Linked DNA regions of Rattus norvegicus: all the other regions are linked to region 3. A link is a contact called in public Hi-C data. All regions are on one chromosome and are shown on one strand. Each heading gives the region's core, a stretch centred on a gene start, on an enhancer-like site or on the middle of the called end of the contact. The rest is flanking DNA. Distances are from core to core; before and after follow the strand shown.

Region 1 (4,149 bases), core at 932-3,431, 140 kb before region 3:
ATGACCAAGCAATCCTTGATATGTGTACCAAAATTACACGATTAGGGAAAGATAATTACTTCATCAAATTCTGTGTGGGAAACAGGCTATCCACAGATATCCTGGCTGGTCATGGCGTTTTGTCACAGCTATAGAGCCGGTAGCTAGAACAACAGGCACAAAGAATCAATTTGACATTTGTCTTACACCAAATACCAATGTCAACTCAAAATAGGTTAAAGACATGAACACAAGTTCTGAAATAGTAAACACTTTTGGAAGAATGGGTGAGGGGGAATCTTCACAACACTTATCTACGCATATAAACCCCAAAACACAAACAACAAAGCCAAAACCGGACATGGAAAATTACATCGAACTAAGAAACTCCTGGTCAGAATAGTCAACAGTATGAAAAAGCAGCCAGTAGAATTTGAGAAAATGCTTCAAACTTTACACATGTAATAATTTCACATTAATATCTTAGTCGAGCAGTGGTGGTGCACGCCTTTCATCTGAGCACTCAGGAGGCAGAGGCAGGCAGATCTTTCTGAGTTTGAGGTCAGCCTGGTCTACAGAGTGAGTTTCAGGTCAGCCAGGGCTAAACAGAGAAAGTCTGTCTCAAAAAACAACCGACAAAGAAACAAAAAAAAAAAGGTTAATACCTTGGGCTGGAGAGTTGGCTCGGCAGTTAAGAGGACCCGCATTAAATTCCCAGCATCCACATGGCAGTTCACAACGGCCTGTAACCCCAGTCCTAGGGGTTTCTTCTGGCCCACACGTGTGCCACACTCACTTGATGTGCACACATACATACATGGGGCAAAATACCCACACACAGAAGAGAAAAATAAAGATGGAAACTTTTAGGTTAATATCACAAAACAAACAAAGCAAAAACCTGGTTTTAAGATGGACAAAGGACTCGATAGGCATTTCTCATGAGAAGACAGGAAGTGTGACTCTTGTGAAACCCAAACTGCAGATGAAAGCCACCAAGAAGTGTCTTGTCACACCTCACTCGTAGGAGGCATGATAAAAATAAACAATAATAAAAGCGAAAAGAAAATGACCAGTGGTAACAAAGATGTGGAGAAACTGGTGAACTGAAAGTAGTCGTGAAGTTTCCTTAAAAATCTATGTACAGCATAAAGCCTTATGATTCCACCAGCCTGCTTCTGCTTACTGTTCAAAAGAATCAAAAGCAGGAGCTCTCTCCCCCGTCTCTGTCCTTGCTCTCTGTGTCTTTGTCTCTCTGTGTCTCTGTCTCTGTCTGTCTGTCATCCCCCCCCCCCCGCAACCCTCCCCCACTCTTTCCTCTCTGCCTCCCCGACTCACTGTGTGTATGTGTTTTGTTATGTGCAGGCAAGGCAAGGCGAGAAGGTAAGGCAAGGCAAGGCAAGCTCCCAGTCTGCCTCTCACACAGCTCTGGGATTACAGGCCTATGTTAGGTCAAGCCAAGCTTTTTATACATGCGCTGAAGATTTGAACTCCTCAGGCTTGGGTATCGAGTGAGACTTTTTTGCTGAGCCATCTCCCACCTCTGAAATCAGTGAACCATGTTCACTGCAGCAGGATTCAAGCTAGCCACCATATGGAAACAACTAAAATGACTATCGAAATGAACCGACTGGGGATCCAAGCCCTGGGTAGCCTTTGCACAACACAAACTAGCTGTGGTGGTGCGTTCCTGTAATCCCACCACCCAGGAGGTGAGGGTAGAAAGATCAGAAGTTCAAATTTCTTTGAAAGTCAGCCTCTGACTGTAGCTTGCATGCCTAGAATGCATGTGGCCTTGGCTTCCATTCCCAGTAGGCCATAAACTGGGTGTGGTGGCGCTGTGATATCAGCACTGGGTGAAGAGGGAGGCAGAGGCGGGAGGGTCAGGCGTTCAAGGCCATCTTTGGTTACACAGAGTTCAAAACCAGCCCCCGCTATTCGAGACTATGTTTCAAAGCAAAATTTAAAAAACAAAAATAACAAAAGGTTCCCTTATGCAAGACGAAAAGGCCCTGTAGATCACTGTGCGACACAGTGCTTAGACTTATGACTGCGGCGGCCACGCTCTGCGGGTCGCGGAGGCGGGCAGAGGCGGAGCCGCAGGAGCCCGGCCCGGCGGCCCCAGGGGCGGTGGCAGCCCAGCAGGCGTCTCGCGGGGCCGCTTCGCTTCCACACTCGTCTCGGAGGACCCGAGAGGAAGGATGTCGTCGGGGCTTAAGGCCGAGCTGGAGTTCCTAGCGTCCATCTTCGACAAGGACCACGAGCGGCTGCGCATCGTGAGCTGGCAGCTGGATGAGCTGCAGTGTCAGTTCCTGGTGCCGCCGGCGCCCGCGGGCAGCCCGCCCTTGCCGCCGCCGCTCACCCTGCACTGCACCATCACCGAGTCCTACCCATCCTCGCCGCCGATATGGTTCGTGGACTCTGACGATCCAGACCTCACATCGATCCTGGAACGTCTGGAAGATTCGAAGCCCAACAGTTCGCTTCGTCAGCAGCTCAAGTGGCTGATCTGCGAACTCTGCAGCTTATATAACCTGCCTGAGCACCTGGATGTGAAGATGCTGGACCAGCCGGTCCCCATCGCCCAGAAAGCGACCATCGAGGAGGTGCCTTCTGAAGATGAAGAGGAAGATGCAGCTGACGGGCTGGAAGACTTGGATCATTATGAGCTGAAAGAAGATACTTGTAGTGAGAAAAAGTCAGAGGATGAAGGGCTTGAGAAAGAGCATTTGGCAATATTAGAGAATATCAAGAAGAGCCAAAGGCAAGAGCATTTGAATGGTACCGTGTCTGGCTCAGTGCATGCTTCAAATAGACTCATGAAAGAACTCAGAGAGATATACAGGTCGCAGAGTTACAAGTCGGGGACTTATTCTGTGGAACTGATAAACGACAGCTTATATGACTGGCACGTTAAACTGAGGAAGGTTGACCCCGATAGTCCCTTGTACGGCGACCTTCAGCTCTTGAAAGAAAAAGAAGGCATAGAATATATTTTGCTTAACTTTTCTTTCAAAGATAACTTTCCGTTTGATCCTCCCTTTGTTCGCGTCGAGTTGCCCATTCTCTCTGGAGGGTATGTCTTGGGCGGAGGGGCATTGTGTATGGAACTGCTCACCAAGCAGGGCTGGAGCAGCGCGTACTCCATAGAATCGGTTATTATGCAGATCAACGCCACCCTAGTCAAAGGCAAGGCCAGGGTGCGCTTTGGAGCAGATAAGAATCAATATAATCTAGAAACAGCCCAACAGTCCTATGACTCTGTCGTGCAGATGCATGAGAAAAAAGGCTGGTTCACTCCTCCAAAGGAAGATGGGTAAATAGACTGCCATGTGTTTGGAAAAATGTAGCTTTAAAGACACAAGCTTTGCATATCTTTGTAACAGTAGTGCGGAAGATATTAGCTAATTGGTGTTTTAGTGGATAATCTGTCAACTGACCGCCAGTAGACGTTTCAACCTTTTCGTTTTGCTTACTGTGGGGGTCTTGGGCCAAACTGTGAGCCTTTACTGTGGTTTTCCCTGATAAATAATCATAGTGTTCATTTTTCGTCATCCGTTTTCCTTGATGTGAATGTGTTAAGTAGGCCAGTCAGTTGTGACTTTAGATAATTTTCGTTTATTGAGCTATTTGGGGAGGGAGGGGGGTAATAAGTATTTACAAACATTTGTTCCATTTAGTGCCAATAAAAGTTTTGCCAGTGTCCAATACTGGCTCAGAAGAGATTTGGGTTTCTGTGGGTTTTTTTTGTGTGCGTGATACTTGGGATGGAACCCAGGGCTTCCTGCGTTCTACACGACCTATCCCGTTGAGCTATGTTCCCAGCTGAATGGTTATGTCTTCTCGACTACAGTCTTTTGGGGTCTAAAGCCATTTGATTGCCTAAATAATGATAGGAACTTTGCTCAAGAATTGATAACATTTTTATGGCTAGGTTATGATATGAACTGTTTCCTAAAGCTGGGCTCTTGAAACTAAGTTACAGTGTACTTGGGCAAAGCAATCAAGGGCAAGCAAGCTACTTAAGGCTCGAAGTCGTTTGCACTGGTCTTGCTTAGCTAAGTCTTTCTCCTCTTCCTCTGCCCTTTCTTTGAGACAGGGTTTCAGGTACCCGAGGCTGGCCAGGAGCTCCAGATCCTTCTGCCCCTCCATCTCAGGTACTAATGAATT
Region 2 (3,895 bases), core at 58-2,557, 220 kb before region 3:
GTAATACTAGATCCTTTCCATCAGACTTAATTATGCTGACAGCAAACTAATTTTTTAAAAAGTAAAACCCCAAAGGGCAGATAGATTGGGAATGCAAACAGCAACAGAACTCTGGGGGTGAAGATGCAAAACACCTAGGAAAATAGACCACACAGGCTGAATCCAAGAAGCAAACTGATATCTTTTGTTACGTTTCAGAAAGATTCAGGATTTGGGGGTGGGGGCAACCCTAGCTTATGAAACTGGGGTGACGGTGAAACTGGAAAATTAAAAAGCCATATTGAAAGCAGCTGGGCCAATGTGAATCTAGCTTGGAGACAGAAGCTGTGTAAACAGGACCATGCCTCGGAGAGAACCCAGGACCGCAATTGCACACACCCGACCAGTGCTGCTGAGCGACGCCCCCAGGCTGAGCAGAAGAATTTCAGTGCATTAATTAGTGCACTGAATTAGTGAGTTGCCTACTTATGAGGTTGTTAGGTAGGACATGAGAGCACACAAAGAGAACTCTGAGAAGGTATCATGGAGGCAGTAACCACAGGAGGCAGTGAGCATCCTCAAGGCTGGGGAAACAAAGAAAAGAGGGTGGAATTATTAAAAAAAAAACTAGTAGGTCAGAGAAGGGTCCCTAAGGACTGGAACATATGTCCCCGCCCCGCGCCCCCAAAGCAGGGTGTTGCTGCACGCACAGGTTCAAGTGTTCCTGGGGTGAGGACGTGATAAGGCAGCTCAAGAACTGCAAAACTGCCATGCTGCAGAGAAACCCAGCTGCTGGAGCATTTAAGCCAGGCTGGACTGCGGCAGGCTGGAGTGGGAAGCTTGTCCCTGTATCTTTTGCCAGCCGGCCTGCTTCCCTCTACTGCCCTCTACGGGTGAAGTCTAGCAAGGAACAGCCAGCGAAATCAATGGGGCTAGCAGACTCCGCCCAGCCAGCACAAAGCCAAACAGAAAAAGGTGGATTCGAGCCAGAAGACAAAACAGTACTCACTGACAGTGTGTGTCAGGAGCTGTAGACATCCAGATGACCAGCCTCAGAAACGCAACGGCTTCCCGGACCGCTGCACGCTGAACACACTCTCTCTCTCTCTCTCTCTCTCTCTCTCTCTCTCTCTCTCTCTCTCTGTGTGTGTGTGTGTGTGTGTGTGTGTGTGTCCGTGCGCATTTGTTTAAAGGGTGTTGTCGCTTGACTGGGGCATATTAAGCATGGCTGAACGAGGGAATCTACGTCAAGAATAAGGAGTGATTGAGGGTGAAGTGACCCTCAGCCCTCATCTCCCGGTGACCCTCACTGGAAAATACCATCAGTTCTCCTGTCATCAGCATGCCAGAAAGCTGCATTTCTCAGGCGCTGGCAGCTTTAGATACCAGAATAGTGGTCTAACTAACGTCACACCCAACCGTCCTCATCAGACTCTCTTCTAATCACGTTCTTAGGTTATAATCTTAGGACCTGGGACTACTAGTTACCCCCAGGAAACCCACTAACTATGCCAAGACAGAGCACAAAACATTGAAGATAAAATCATTAGGAAGAAAAAGAATGAGAGATGTAGCCACTTCAGTAGTTAATATTTTCCAAGAAATCAGAGATGATATTGCAATCACGTAAAGACACCTAGGGATAGGAAAAGCCACCTAAAGGGGTAAAAAAAGAAAAAAGAAAAGATGGCTAGAAGACATGAAAAACTCCATGATACCTTCTCAGAGTTCTCTTTGTGTGCTCTCATGTCCTACCTAACAACCTCATAACTAGGCAGACTGGAAGGTAAGGTTGAGTAAATCTCTCAGATATGGAGGAGAGCCCAACCATGGGGGCAACGCCTTTAGTGTCAGCCCTCAGGAGGCAGAAGCAGGTGGGTCTTTGTTCCAGGCTGGCTAGCTGGAGCGCTACAAATGAGACTCTGTCTCAAAATACTTTTTTAATTAATTATTTAAAAAAATACAAACGAATTCCTGGAGGTGAAGTTTAGTTAGCATAGTATTGGCCTTATAACAACGCTGGCTGGACTGACGCTCTGTGGTTGAGTGCTTTCCAGCACCCACCTCCAGTGGATCACATCCGCCTATAACTCCAACCCCACGTGCACACCTCCTCCCCTACACATATACGCATCATCAAAAACAAAATCAGTATTTTAAAAATGCCAAGAAAAATGAATTCCAACAGAGATGGGACCTGTAAAAAAAAGTCCATTAATGAGACTAATTAACTGCATGTTTAGATGAACCATCTCAAAACCTTGACCTCCCATGCATCTGGTCCTCGAGAGCTAACAGAGCTGCTCTAGCAAGGGAGAAAAATCCTTGAGAGTAAGAGTTGTCGCTCAAGAGGGTGCTCGGTGATGGAGGCTCCCAGGGTGACAGTGGACGAGACTCCCAGACCTCCAGAGTGCAAGCACTGCAGACAGATCCAGTGACCAATGGATTCTTCGGAAGGGTGGATGCTGGTGAATACCAGAGGGGCGCAGTAGGCTGGATGCTGGTGAATACCAGAGGGGTGCAGTAGGCTAGGAGGTAGCTCAGGGCCAGTACAGGCTTAGTTATGCATGAAGCCCTAGGTTCTATTCTCAGCAGTGGAAGAAAGGGAGGGAGGGGGAAATAAGGAAAAGGAAGAGAAAGGGAAAGGGGAAGGGAGGGAAAGAGAATTAGAGGGCAATAAAAGATTGTGAGGTGGATTAATTATTAGTATTTACAAAACATAAATGAAGAGAATGGGCAACGGTTGATCTCAGGAAATAGAAATAGCTGGGCAAGCAAAGAGATACTTTCGGGGGGGGGGGGACGGGACTGTATCGCTGCGCCATGAAGCACACGTATACAATTACAGTGATGTAAACGTTAGCTGTTGGTTTAGTCAAATGATGGTGCAATTCTAGTGGAGGCTTGGGGACTGGTAGGATGGCTATCTTTCAGAACGCTGATTTTCTTTTGTACATTTAGACATCCCTGCACAGGTCAGGATAGCGAACAAAGTACAGGAAGAAATTATTATGAGAAGAAAAAAATGGTTGCCTTAGGGAATAGGAGAAAAAGGATGAATAATTTTGGGGAAAAATGAATGAAAGAAAGAAAGAAAGAAAGAAAGAAAGAAAGAAAGAAAGAAAGAAAGAAAGAAAGAGGCTGGAGAGATGGCTCAGTGGTTAAGAGCACTGACTGCTCTTCCTGTGATCCTGAGTTCAAATCCCAGCAACCACATGGTAGCTCACGACCATCTGTAATGGGATCTGATGCCCTCTTCTGGTGTGTCTGAAGACAGCTACAGTGTACTCATATATACATAAATGAATAAATCAATCAATCTTTAAAAAAAGAATTTATAAAAAAATAATAAAAAGAAAGAAAGAAAGAAAGAAAACAACAACCGACATTTGAAACACAAGAAATGGAAATTGAAAAAAAGTTTTTAAAAGAAAATGAGCCAATTATTAACTCCAAGGAAAACCAAATTTAAGAAAGGAAAGAATGTTGACTGTGTTCAGCTGTGGATTCTAGTTACATAAAATGTTGTCTGTTCTCTTGGCCTTCCCGCTTTGTGGAGTCTGCCAAAAGACCCTTTGAGGCCTCTGGCTCCTAGGTGGGTGTTCTCCCCCCCCCCCCCCCCGATCCTCAGCAGGACACAACAAAGGGATGGAGGGTGGGAGGAGGAGGATGGCTGGGGACACACGATTCTTGCTTCTGTTTAGGGAATTGGCATCTAAATATGTTTCCAAGCCTTGGTCAACACCTGTAGCTACTGTCTGTACCTATGTTTACAGCTCTCCAGGTCCAGGTTCTCCAGGGCCTAGTGATGGTATAGGCGTGCCCCAAGTGTCACCAGTCAGGTCTCTAGTGGTTTCCCTAGGCCTTGCCCACATTTAATGAATAGTTCTTATTTGAATCTTCTCAAATTACACAT
Region 3 (3,892 bases), core at 1,212-3,711:
TTTGTTTTGTTTTATTTTTGGTTTTGTTGGTGTTTTGGGCATTGTCTTTCTGTGTAGTCCTGGCCATCCTAGACCCTCACTCTAGACCCTTTTGTTTTTTTCTATATTGAAGGATTTTATTTGTTTTGCTGTTGAGTTGAAGGTAATATTGTGGATGTTAATTCCCTATTAGATAAATGATTTACAGAGACTTTTTAAAAAAACATTCTGTAGGTTGCCTAAAAAGGGTTGGATTGTAATTTTAAATTGACACATAGTAATCATATTTTTAGGGTATAATGTGATAGCATTTTGTTTGAGAGGATGAATGGAAGTAGACAGATCTCTAGCCTCAGTCTTGTTAAAAAAATCATGTATTAGTTTTATTGTTTTTAATAGAGGATTACCTAGGACTTTCCCTATGTAAGATTATGTTATTTGCAAGGAAAGTTTTAATTTTTCCTTTCATATCTGGGAATCTCTCACGTCTTTTCCTTCTTTGGCTAGAACCTCAAGTATAATGCTGAATAGAATTGGCTACTGTGGACATTTTTGTTAAGGATGCACTTTAGATGTGGCCAAAAGAACTACATTTATTTACCAATCCTGTTGATCTTAAACAAATGATTTACCAGTTTTGTTTTTCTATTTAAAATCAAGGCTACAGATACTAATCCCTCTGTTTCAGAGGGTTCTGAGGATTAAATACCCTCCCCGCTTAGCAAATTTAGAGTGTTCAATGGGTGGTAACCTCTCTCTTGGGAGGCTCCATAAGCAAGGGAAAGCATGCATGGAAGTAATTACATAAACAAGATTGCATGTGTTGAGAGTTATAATAAGGACTATAAATAATGGGTTTAGGGTAAGCTATTTGTTTTTGTGGTGAAAACAGTCATGTGCTGCATAGAGAAATGGTTTTAAAAAATTACACCAGTAACTCATTATCACCTGAATTCTTTTTTTTTTTTCTTTTCTTTTTTTTTCGGAGCTGGGGACCGAACCCAGGGCCTTGCGCTTGCTAGGCAAGAGCTCTACCACTGAGCTAAATCCCCAACCCCTATCACCTGAATTCTTTGGGATTCCATTTAACATTCATTTATTAGAATTGACTATATTTATAGCATACTTCAACAACCCTATACGAAATATAATGGACTTTATAGTATTTTATAATGATTTTAAATGAGATTTGCTGCCAACAGGCATTTTTAAGTCAAAATGAAATGTGATCGATTTATTTCCTCTTCATTTGTGAATTTTAGGTAAATTATGGAATTGTTCCAAACCTACCAACATTTGAGATTGCTCTGATACATTTTTCCTCTGCAGCCTGTACTTTGAATTCTCAGTATACAGAAAATAGTCCCTGACATAGCGGATGAGTTCCTAAGTCCCTCCCAGGTTCTCACACTGAATAGTGCTGATGATAGGGCAATGGAAGTTCATTTTGCTAGACTTAGTATTACTGAGTAGCTAAGGTGTGTAGGATAGTGTATAATTTTTTGTCTTTTCTGTTGTAAGGATTCCTGTGTCCAAAATATTCTCAGTCCCAGTCACTATGCCTTTAAGACTGACGAAATGCTTTTAGGTACTGATGCTGCAGGATCCTGTGAATGGGCTGCTTAAAGCGCCTCCCTCAAAGTGGAGTGGGAAGGCTCTCTGCTCTGGAGTGCAAGCCACACCTTCCCCTTATCGGCCGGGTGCAGGTGGCCAAACCCTCAGGACCTGGCACCACCTGTCCTGTCCTCGTGTCACGTGACGCGGGTCAGCTGCGCAGTCAAGACCCTCAAGCGACGCGGGTGCAAACGCCTAGCATTGGGACCCAGGAATCTCTTCTTTCGGTCCTCCCCCAACCCCCCCAACCATTCCGGAAAAGGGGGAGGCGGGTGACGTCACCATCCGGGCACTCCATGGTGGGGCCACGGTTCACAATGGAACAAAAACAAGCAGCCCTAGTCAAACTCGGCGACAAGGCTGCAGCTTCTGTGCTTAACCCTCTCCTGTCCACATCCCCACCATTACTGACAGACTAGTCCCTTTGCTCAGGCTGCCTGCTGGGTTTCTCCCTTCCCCCACCCCACCCCACCCTCCTCTTTGGAGTGTTCTGGGTCCTTCGTCAGCCTTCGGCCAGGTCCCCTAGCTGAGGGGTATGTAAGAGTCTCTGGCTCTCGCAAGATACCCTGGACAGGCCGTCCGGAAGCGACGGTAGAGCTGAATAATCTTTCCCTAGCATTGTTTTCTCCTCCCCCACCCAGTTTGCTGTGTTACAGCCTTCCACCGCCTTGTCCGGGCCCCCTAGTGGCCCAGAGCGTTCTTCCTTTCCTTCCCTCACCAACCCGAAGTGGACAGGGAGAGGGGGCAGCTGGCCCAGATGGGGGCTGGGCAGGGGGAGGGGCCGGGCCCAGCGCGGAGGGGCGGGGTTTGGAGGGGGAGGGGCCTGACGGGGGCGGGGAAGTTCTGAGCCTGGGCGGCGCTGAGACTAGTGGGAGTCTGCGCTGCTGCCGCTGCTGCCGCTGCTGTCGCTGTCGCTGCTGCCGCTGCCGCCGCCGACACTGCCACTGGCCGTGCGGGTTTTCTTTTTCTTTTTCTTTTTCTCTTTTCTTTTTTGATTTGTTGGATCCGCCATATTGACGAGGCTGTGGTACTCAAAGCTGCGGAAGCTAGACTCCGCCGGTGGCGGAGCCGCAACCTCTCGGTAAACGGCCCGTTCGGGCCCTCCTCTCTGTCCTACCGAACCCCCTCCCTGCCTTGCACCCGCTCCCAGGCCTCGCGGGAGCCGGCCGCCGCCGCCGCCTCTCCCTCAAGGGAGGCGGCTGCCTTTACCGCCCCAGGGGTTGGAGTCGGTGACGGGAGTGAGGAGAGGAGCCGCAGCCAAGCGAGCAGGCCCGGAGTGGGGGGACAGAGGCGGCGACTAGGGGAAGGTGAAACTGCCGCTGCAGGAGGAGGAGCAGGAGGAGGTGACGCAGGAGAAACGCACTGCCCGGAGCCTGACTGAGCTCAGAGAGCGCCCCAGCCTGAGGGGAGAAGGGGGAAGAGGGCCGCCGCCGGCTGAGAGGGAGGAGGAGGCGGCCGTGGCCACCGCTGCCCTAGGGCGGCTAGGGTGAGGGGCCGACCCCTTGTCGGTTCGCGTAGAGCGCTGTGAGCCCGGCATCCGCAGCCTCTCCTCATATTTTTGTCCCTCGTCAGCCCCTGGCTTGGGATGCTCCCAGGTTAGGCCTCGTCCCAGGATCGAGCTTTTGCATTTCGTCTCCCGCCTCCGCGTGTCCTGCTTCTTAGAAGACTCCTGTGTTGTGTTTGGTGAGTAGTTAGCTTGGCGATGCCGGGCCACTCGCCTTTCTGGGGCCTACAGCTGGCTGGAGGGGTGGGGAGGACGGCGCGAGGGGGTGTGCGTGCGTAAGAGGTCCCTCCCTTGGGGGTCACTGGCTGTTGGTGTGGGGGGCTTCCCTTGTCACCCGGGGGCCAGGCCAACGCGAACGCGCGCGAGCCTCCGTCGTGCGCGCGGTAGGTGTCCCGTGAGCGCGTGTCCGTGTCTGTGAATGAGCGTGTCGGTGTGTGTGAGTGTGTTTTGGACTGGCAGGGAAAATGGCTGACGGCTCTGGCCCTCCCCTTCCTCCCCCTTCCCGTCCTGACTAGAGTGGAGAGGAGGAGGATGGAGACTCCGTGCGCGGCGTGCGGCCCCTCCACCCGCGCGGGAGGTCGGCTCGGAGCGCGCGACGGCGCGCGGGCGCGCCGGGGGTGGGGGCGGGGACGGTTGGTTCGCGCGCCCCTTAACCCGGCCGCGGACGCCCTCAGCCTGTTCCACTTGACACCGAACGCCATTACTGAGGTGGAGTGATTTGGAGCGGGAGAGCTAGGCCTCGGCGACGCCGGCGACGCCTGGCTATCAGGCCTGCGGACTAGTTTGTCTCCTCTC

What was found. A called contact is a pair of places that touch in the nucleus more often than the background predicts.
Region 1: a contact with region 3 is called in a Hi-C map of liver, with 1.8 times the contacts expected there. The contact joins the promoter of Ube2q2l here to the promoter of Usp9x in region 3. A contact is called at or near these places in 3 of 12 Hi-C or Micro-C datasets (the A7r5 cell line, liver and mammary epithelial cells) and 1 of 1 datasets of contacts at active chromatin or transcription factors (oligodendrocytes).
Region 2: a contact with region 3 is called in a Hi-C map of Schwann cells, with 4 times the contacts expected there. The contact joins the enhancer-like site here to the promoter of Usp9x in region 3. A contact is called at or near these places in 3 of 12 Hi-C or Micro-C datasets (Schwann cells, frontal cortex and kidney) and 1 of 1 datasets of contacts at active chromatin or transcription factors (oligodendrocytes).

Annotation. Positions count from the first base shown.
Region 1 is chrX:12,511,511-12,515,659 of GRCr8, reverse strand. It overlaps Ube2q2l (ubiquitin-conjugating enzyme E2Q family member 2-like), which reads left to right and starts at 2,181. Exons shown (of 1, transcript NM_001135997.2): 1 at 2,181-3,702. The coding sequence starts at 2,181. The coding sequence ends at 3,299.
Region 2 is chrX:12,591,618-12,595,512 of GRCr8, reverse strand. No RefSeq gene overlaps it. Among named protein-coding and RNA genes, the nearest start is that of Ube2q2l, 80 kb to the right of the region's middle. Within about 2 kb of position 1,307, at least 31 of the 93 cell types and tissues checked have an H3K27ac peak or open chromatin away from gene starts, as enhancers often do. A contact at or near this core is called in Schwann cells, where this site is marked.
Region 3 is chrX:12,368,060-12,371,951 of GRCr8, reverse strand. Usp9x (ubiquitin specific peptidase 9, X-linked) reads left to right here and starts at 2,461. Exons shown (of 45, transcript NM_001135923.2): 1 at 2,461-2,674.